Regions from separate parts of the Mus musculus genome. Here all the other regions are linked to region 1. A link is a contact called in public Hi-C data. All regions are on one chromosome and are shown on one strand. Each heading gives the region's core, a stretch centred on a gene start, on an enhancer-like site or on the middle of the called end of the contact. The rest is flanking DNA. Distances are from core to core; before and after follow the strand shown.

What was found. A called contact is a pair of places that touch in the nucleus more often than the background predicts.
Region 2: a contact with region 1 is called in a Hi-C map of the N1E-115 cell line, with 4 times the contacts expected there. The contact joins the enhancer-like site here to the promoter of Etv1 in region 1. A contact is called at or near these places in 7 of 39 promoter capture datasets (the 3T3-L1 cell line, 3T3-L1-derived adipocytes, the C10 cell line and 3 more), 1 of 15 datasets of contacts at CTCF or cohesin (the NIH/3T3 cell line), 20 of 484 Hi-C or Micro-C datasets (the C10 cell line, the C2C12 cell line, the N1E-115 cell line and 13 more), 4 of 115 datasets of contacts at active chromatin or transcription factors (the NIH/3T3 cell line, bone marrow-derived macrophages and embryonic stem cells) and 3 of 9 other capture datasets (adipose tissue, liver and pancreatic islet).
Region 3: a contact with region 1 is called in a Hi-C map of the N1E-115 cell line, with 6 times the contacts expected there. The contact joins the enhancer-like site here to the promoter of Etv1 in region 1. A contact is called at or near these places in 9 of 484 Hi-C or Micro-C datasets (the N1E-115 cell line, brain, cerebellar granule neurons and 5 more), 5 of 115 datasets of contacts at active chromatin or transcription factors (a beta-TC-6 cell line, bone marrow-derived macrophages and embryonic stem cells) and 3 of 9 other capture datasets (adipose tissue, liver and pancreatic islet).

Annotation. Positions count from the first base shown.
Region 1 is chr12:38,778,763-38,781,451 of GRCm38.p6, forward strand. It overlaps Etv1 (ets variant 1), which reads left to right and starts at 1,320. Exons shown (of 13, transcript NM_007960.5): 1 at 1,320-1,659; 2 at 2,086-2,217. The coding sequence starts at 2,173.
Region 2 is chr12:38,842,489-38,845,177 of GRCm38.p6, forward strand. The region is part of intron 8 of Etv1 (ets variant 1); the gene reads left to right. Among named protein-coding and RNA genes, the nearest start is that of Gm34611, 63 kb to the right of the region's middle. Within about 2 kb of position 1,388, at least 71 of the 459 cell types and tissues checked have an H3K27ac peak or open chromatin away from gene starts, as enhancers often do. A contact at or near this core is called in the N1E-115 cell line, the NIH/3T3 cell line, adipose tissue and 4 more, where this site is marked.
Region 3 is chr12:38,823,069-38,825,757 of GRCm38.p6, forward strand. All of the region lies in intron 5 of Etv1 (ets variant 1), which reads left to right. Among named protein-coding and RNA genes, the nearest start is that of Etv1, 44 kb to the left of the region's middle. Within about 2 kb of position 1,378, at least 4 of the 459 cell types and tissues checked have an H3K27ac peak or open chromatin away from gene starts, as enhancers often do. A contact at or near this core is called in the N1E-115 cell line and cerebellar granule neurons, where this site is marked.

The DNA.
Region 1 (2,689 bases), core at 70-2,569:
AGAAGCTCCGCCCTCTCCCGGTTGCTCTGGATACCTGTCCCGCTCTGGCCTCACAGAAAGGCTTTGGAAACTGTTACCGCCTTGTCTGGGGTTTGCAGACTGGCGGGTTACCCACGCTGTGCTCCCCTCTTCGGGTTGCACCCTCACAAAGTCTAGTAGCGTTCGAACGCACCCCTCGCCCGGGCTCTGATACTGTCCTCTCTCAAAGAGGACGCGCGCGGCGCCCTGACTAGGCTTGGGGCAAGCATTGTGTGTGCCCTGGAAGACTACACTTTTCCCTTGGTGAAGCGCAGAGTGGTTTTGTCATAAACTACGCTCTTTCTCGGCGGGTCCGGAGTACCAGGCGCGCACGCTCCCATTTTGATGTTTCCACCATGTTCCATTTAAGGGAAGAAACTTTCAAATAGAAATTGAGAACTGCAGCACATTGCTCAACGGGGCTAAACAGCTGCTGGAAAAGTCCTTTAGTCCCCAGCTCTGGTCCCCGCCAGGGTCTCAAGTGACTTTTAGCACCGTAAAGCCCCGGCCCCACTCCTCCCTGGCTTCCAATTCTTGGTAGGGCAGCGGCTGCAAAGGGGACACATCAGAACTAAGCTCTGTGGGCAGGCAGCTTCAGAGAGATTCTCGCTTCCAAAGGTCCCATCATTGTCCTTGTAACCCGAGCCCTCCCTGCTCTTCCCCCACTTCTTGGTGGAGGAAGTGAAATCTTCAAGTACAGTAAGTGACACCCTCCGCCTCTCTGTATACATAACAAAAGCTCCGGAAACGGCGGGGACGGGGGAGGGGTGCGGGAGGGGGGCATCTGAACTACCAAGTCCTCCCCCACCCCTCTGTGGCCACTGGAGGTTTTTTTCCCTCTCAGCACTCTCCAGGATGAATCTGATTTTTATACTTTCCTCGCCCACTCTGCTACGTACTCCTCCGGATCCTCTCTTCCAGCGCCACCTCTCCTTAGAAGCAGCTTCTCCCGCTTGCTTTCCTTACAATATTTTCATGTCCAACGGACGAAAGGAGATCATTTTTGTTGAAGATGTATTAAAAAAAATCTTATAAGCCCTATTACAGTGTTGAAAATGGAGAAAAAAAATAGCTTGGACCGAAAGCTTCTGAGGAGCAAGGCTGGAGCGTGTGGTGGGTGGACTCCGGGTCAAAGGTAGAGAAAAGGGATTGTGGACACTCGATCTGTACCCCAACCTCTACGACAGTGCTTTAAGGACATAATAATGGACCAAACAACGCTAGGAATGAGAACTGGTTGACTCGATACACTAGGTTTCAGTATCCCTCCGGTTTTAACAAAAACAGCGAGTTAGGAAGGAAGTAGTTTCCCTCGGTGGCTTTTCCTGGGTGCGGACCCTGCGACTTCTCCCAGAGTGGTCGCAAAGGCATAGGGGCGCAGGAGACCCAAGGGAAGGGGCCGAAAGCTGCCTGATTGACAGCCCGAAATCTGATCTTGTGAAAGAGACGTGGAGCCAATGGGAGGCAGCGATCCATCAGTTTGGATTGGAGGCCCCTGGAGGAGAAGTAGAGGAAAAACCACCGAATTCAGCTCTGTCAGAGGCGCTTTCGGCTTCCAAGGGGAAGTGCTGGGCAATAATTAATGTTTTTATTAAATTTGGAGGGAATTTTTTGCAGCCGTTCGCCTAGCGTGGCCTTCAGGTGGGTATTTCCAACAACTTTTTATGTCTCTCCAGATAATTGCATGGTTGTGGGTTGCAAAAACTATTCTTATGAAAGAGGTAGCTCCGTCTCTTTAGTCCCGTTAGGTGAAAAGCAAGTCTCGTTGATCGCCATTGCTAGTTTTGCCCACGTTTGCGAATCAGAGCCGCCTGGGGTACACTGACCGAGCAGGGAGCATCCAGAGTGTAAATAAATACATTGCCTCTTGTTAGGATTTTTGATACGACCGAAAGTATGTAAATTGTGAACTCTCTTGGCTCTCTTTGGATCCAGGTGAAGAAGGCGGCGTAGGGGAGGGTTATTTTTGTGAATGGGGCTGTCGAGGGTAATTAGCTATGCAAATGCAAGAGCTTCATTCATGATTTTTTTTTTTTTAAGCCTAAAAGCCATCTTGTTCCCCTCTAGGTTGATAGAAGTCCAGATCCCGAGGAAATCTCCAGCTAAATGCTCAAAATATAAAACACTGAGCTAATATTTGCGAAGAGGAGCAGAATGGATGGATTTTATGACCAGCAAGTGCCTTACGTGGTCACCAACGTGAGTGATCAGTTCGAAAGTTGCTGTTTATAAACTTGACTTGGACGGGGGTGGGGAGAGCGAGAGATGCGAAGGGAGGGGGCAGGGGGTTGGGACTGCAGACACTTTATCTGCTTTGTTGCCACTGTAGGGCGACTCTGCTTCTAGAAGCCCTATCTACAAAATGAGCTTACCTTTGAGTGATTCGGATAAGGCATAGTTTTGTTTTAAGACCTCTTCTTCTGGTTAATATGTCCACGATGAGTGCAAGAGGAGACGGAGGGCAGCAACAGCTGCACTCAAAGTTTGTGGCTGGGTTTATCTGCCACATTGAAAAGAACGAAGTTGAGACAAATGCTGACAATTTTGTGTTTACATGGGGTGTCTTGGGGGGGGTCTTCCCCCTCCCCTCTCATTTTCTCACTTTTCCCAGTTTTCCTTTGGCTTCTCTTATTACGGGTGGGGGTGCTGTCTGAGAGAATGGAATTCGCTG
Region 2 (2,689 bases), core at 138-2,637, 64 kb after region 1:
CTAGAAACTCTGGCTTTGTGTACCTGAGATGTGACACTCCCGAAGGCTCAGCTCTGCTCTCTATAAAGCATCTTTACTCAAGGCCACATTCCTTTCAGCTTAACTTCGCTCTTTCCTAACTTTTTTTTTCTTCCCAAATTCTTTTTCTTTTTTAATTAGGTATTTTCCTCATTTACATTTTCAGTGCTATCCCAAAGGTCCCCCATACCCAACTCCCCAATCCCCTACCCACCCACTCCCCCTTTTTGGCCCTGGCGTTCCCCTGTACTGGGGCATATAAAGTTTGCAAGTCCAATGGGCCTCTCTTTGCAGTGATGGCCGACTAGGCCATCTTTTGATACATATGCAGCTAAAGACAAGAGCTCCCGGGTACTGGTTAGTTCATAATGTTGTTCCACCTATAGGGTTGCAGTTCCCTTTAGCTCCTTGGGTAATTTCTCTAGCTCCTCCATTAGGGGCCGTGTGACCCATCCAATAGCTGACTGTGATCATCCACTTCTGTGTTTGCTAGGCCCCGGCATAGTCTCACAAGAGAGAGCTATAACTGGGTCCTTTCAGGGAAATCTTGCTAGTGTATGCAATGGTGTCAGCATTTGGAAGCTGATTATGGGATGGATCCCTGCATATGGCAATCACTAGATGGTCCATCCTTTCGTCACAGCTCCAAATTTTGTCTCTGTAACTCCTTCCTTTCCTAACTTTTAATATTGTTGCTGAAAGAAATGGACTTGGGGATGTTAAAGAAGGAACTATTGTTTTTTTTTGTTTTTTGTTTTTTTGTTTTTTTTTTTTTTTTTGGAAGATGTTAACTTTCTATTTGTTGCTCTAGCCTACAATGATAGTTTTCTTTTACTCAACCTGGGGTTTGTCGACAAGTAGGCGGATGTTTCAGGTGCTTCCATTGTGAAAAGTGACAGTGGTCTTTACCTAATTGATCTTATTATTATAATAGTTGTCACGGATTAGCCTCACAGTTTGACTTAGCTTCTAATGGCCCAATGTGGGTTGTGTGGCTTTTTCTCATTTGATTCTGGTTAAAGTAGTAACTCTCCCCAACCATGATCCTGGTCTGTGCTCTCAGTTTTTCTAAGAAATGCTTCAATATACTCTAAATCTACAGTTACTGTAAGTGGCCTTGGCGAGTGATTTGATTTGAGAATTGAGACTACAGTCTGGATTTACTCTTCATGCATTAACACAGGTCAAATGGACAGGGACTGCATTTTAAGTCAGTAATGGAAGGCTGAAGGCTGTCTTAAACCAATCATATCAGTTTTACCCATGACTGATTGATCCCTAGGGGCAGAGCCTTGTAAGCGTTTCTTTTCCATGAATGGACTCCATAGAGCCTGGAGTTTCATTCATAAAATGGAGACTGAAAGGAAACACACACACACACACACATGCACAAAGCCTGACTCTCTGGAATGTCATTTATAAAGAGCTGGAGGGTGTAGTGTTCCATCAGCTGTTGCTTTTGCCAGTTGACTGGAAGTAATGATTAATGTTCATTGGTCCTGCTTGTGTGTAACCTGACACCATTTATGGCTTTCCAGAGTTCCTAATGTATGGTGAATGGGAAGACAACATTCTCAAATCAGAAACATAAACAGGAACTGGTGGGTCTGAATTCCATTCAAATATGTCATCTCAGCCCCACTGTGTTTGTCTAACTTGGATTTTGCAGGCAGGAAAGGGGGAAGGGAGGGATGACATGCTCCTTAGCTGGGCTAGTTTAGAAAGGGGAACTTGACAGGGTGGAGTACACTTTTGTAGTGTGTAATTTATGCTTTCTTTTCAAACAGAACAACCAGGACACTTAGGCTTTGCGTTGCTTACGACCAGTGGCTGAAATGAACATCAACTGTTTTTATAAGTGGAGCTGAGATTTGAAATGAAATGAAACAGTTTAAAGACCACTGGGTTTGAATGTATGTGTTTAGTGAATGTGAACAAAAGAGCCAAAAGATTACCTTCTTTTCAAAACGGTGTGTGTGTGTGTGTGTGTGTGTGTGTAAAATGACCACACCTGTGCATTCCTGTGTCTGTGTGCACTCATTTGAGTGTAGGCTTTTGGATTTTAAATATTCTTATGAAATGTTTTGGAGCTCAATTATTTCCATACTCAAATGATTTAGCTAGGTAAGTGGTGGAATGGGTTTCATAACTTGAAATAAGTTTTTTTTAAAAATTGTATTGGGTTAAAGAGATACTTATTGTTTTCATTGTGTTTTTATTTATTGCTGTTAATAGTTGTTGGTAACTTTCTTAAGGACAGATAATCCAAATGAATGGGAAAATACTCAAAAAAGCCAAATAAAGTTGTCAAATGAGCAGTGCTAGGGTTGTGATTATTTAATAGATCTCTAACTTTGATTTTAACTCCTCTTTCTGTGTGAGCCTTAAGAGCTTATTGCTGTATTACTGTGATCTGCTTTTTAGTTATGTTCAGCATTAATTGTAAAATCACTCAGTTCGTGTGACATTTGAAAACACCAACTCCTGGGCCTGATATCTGTTGACCATTTGTATCATATGGAGCAAGCTTTGCGATTTCTTTTGCCTCCCAATTTACTTATTTCCAAAGGGGCCTTAGTGTATTTGTAGAGATGAAATATTGTCATGTTTAAGCAGTGCCTAACACAGTATCCAGCATAGATTAGCAGACCTGGCACCGATGAAGGATACT
Region 3 (2,689 bases), core at 128-2,627, 44 kb after region 1:
AAGTGCTCTTAACCACTGAGCCACCTCTTCAGCCCCAGGCTCTAATTCTTAACCTGCTTTAATGTTGTCTGAGATCTTTATCCAGGCATTCTGCTTGGATTCTTTATGTTATTTTTTCAGGTCTGTGACTAAATAACCAATAGAATGAACTTAAAAGGTAGAAAGCTTAATTTGGCTAATGGCTTCAGAGATTTTAGGGGGTAGGCTATACATTTTTAATCTGTAGTGCACAATACAACATATCAGAAGAAGTTTTTTATAGCTGGGAAATAAAAGAGGCACCAGGACCTTGAAATCTTCCTCCCACTAGGACTTATTGCCTAAAGATTCCCTCTTCTTACAACCATGCCTCACACTGGGGACCAAGACTGACATCTGAGCATTTGAGCAACAGTCAAGTCCAGCCTTGAAGATCACAAAATACTATGTAAATCTGAGTTATTTTCAAACATAGCTGCAGTTTCTTATTCAGATTGTAAACTCAGCCTCACACCAAAACTCCATTTGTAGATGACTGTTTAGTGGATAGCTGTCACAAACATCTTCTGTTCTCAGCGGAACGTTACAAGGTAAGGCCTTCTTGTCATGACTAAGGAAGTATTCTCCTGAGAGAATGTAATTCATTCTCTCGACCTACGAGTTGTTTTATGTTGTCTTTCTGCTCAATCACGAGTTCACATTTAAATTAGGATCCTTGCTTGTGGAAACCTAAGAGCGCCTCAGTGCTTCAGTAGATTTGTGACGGAACTCTTTCCCTTCTGAAATGTGGGTAGAAGAGGAAAGGTACTAGGCCCTGTCTCATCATTCACGCTCTTCAATGAAAACAATCACCGAATGTCTATGCAGTTAACCATGAATGCCATAACCACTTCTTGCAAACCCTCGGGTTAGGAAGTGGTTAAATTTATTTTTGAAAGTGCATATTTTTAAGTCCTGATATTTTGGAGCTCTTAAATTTAACCGTTAGACAAACTCAGTCATCATTAGTCAGCCGTACGACGTGTTTTTAAAGGTCAAGCTTCCATCAAGGCATAGAATGCAAAGCCCATCTCTTGAGTGTTCTATCTACTTCTCCCTAGAAAAGCTGATAGCTGTGTGGTTGTAAAAGTTTGCATGGGAACCCTCGGACCCTGTTTGAGGAATGCCTGAGATGAACTCTAAATTTCATACTTAGATAAACGATCCGAACTCTATGAAGTCAGGAATAAAGTATCATTTGGAAACATCATTTCTTCGTCAATGAAATGAAGAGGCTAACTCGCTTGATTTAATTCCCTTGAAAAAGGAAAGATTCACTTTAATTAAACTACAAACAATGCCGATGCCTGCAGGTCTGTGTTCCGGACCCAGGGAGGACCGCACTGTAAGCGGAACGCTAGCAGCCTCAGCAGCAGGCTGGAGCCGTGTTCAGTGAAAGTAATTTAATTAGTGTTGATCATGACTCCAGATGATGGTGATTTGATAAGGAATAATTTAGTACTTAACAGCCTTTTACATGCACCAGCTCCATGTGGGAAGGTACAGCAAATTGCACGAGATGAATGTGCTGCTTTCTCTTGCGCCGGTGCCAATGATCTGGAAAAACCTCCTATTAGCAGACGCTAAGCCTCGAGTCCTGGGATGAAATATACTGTAGGCAGCCTCCAACTCAGCCTGTCCTGGTGGGAGTCTCTACATCTCTCATGCAAAGGTAAATAAGAGAAGTTGTCTACAGGAAGTCATAGGTATGATTCCCAGGAGGGAGGCAAGCTTTAGTGAGCTCAGGTCATAAACGATCTTGTGCAGAAAAATCGAAGGCTTCGGTTTGGCTTTAAGTTTGATGCTTCACCTACAGATATGAAAAAAAAAAAAAAGATAAATGCTGGGTATCTTAGATCGTCCTGTTAGTCTTTGACTTGGGACTAGTAAAGAAAAATCAATTCTTGGTCCATCATGATTCACAGCCCCACAGGCATAGAATGAGGTTGTAAAGAGAGTGGAAACCCTCCACTGGTATTGCTGGGGAGCTTACAAGGTGGAGAGAGTTCTAGTGTTGGCATCTAAATAGAATTTTTTCAAGTGCTGGGTCTATTTGAACACAATGTGCACTGGTGGAGCCATGCCTCACATTGGACGCAGCATTTGTCCGGTTATGATAATCACCTAGAAATTCTTGTAGCCTAAAATCATTACTTGGCCAGCTTGGTGACAACACTTACTAGGAATGAAGCATTAGATTAAGGTGCAATAACAAGGTGCTATGTACTGGGTGGCTTAAACAACAGATACGGCTTCGCTTCATCTTCAGTGGCTACAGAGCAGGATGAAGATGTAAGGAAGGTTCTGAGGAGTAAGAGAGGGGGAGGGAAGGAGGGAGGGGAGGGGAGAGGGAGGGAAGGAGAGGAGAAGAGAGAGAGAGAGAGAGAGAGAGAGAGAGAGCGAGAGAGAGAGAGAGAGAGAGAGAGAGAGAGAGAGAGAATCTGCTCTATGATTGTCCGCAGTCCTTTCCACTTTCATATCCTTCTTTGACATTTCTGGGTTTGCTGCTTGATCGCTGCCTTCAGTGTCACACAATGGTCTCTCTGGAGGTCACGACTTTTGTCCACATCTCCCCTTGGTTTGAAGGACGCTAGCCATGGAGATACAGCCCATCTCAACAACTTAATTTAACTGAGCCGCCAAACAAAACCACAGGCTAGATGCAGAGGGA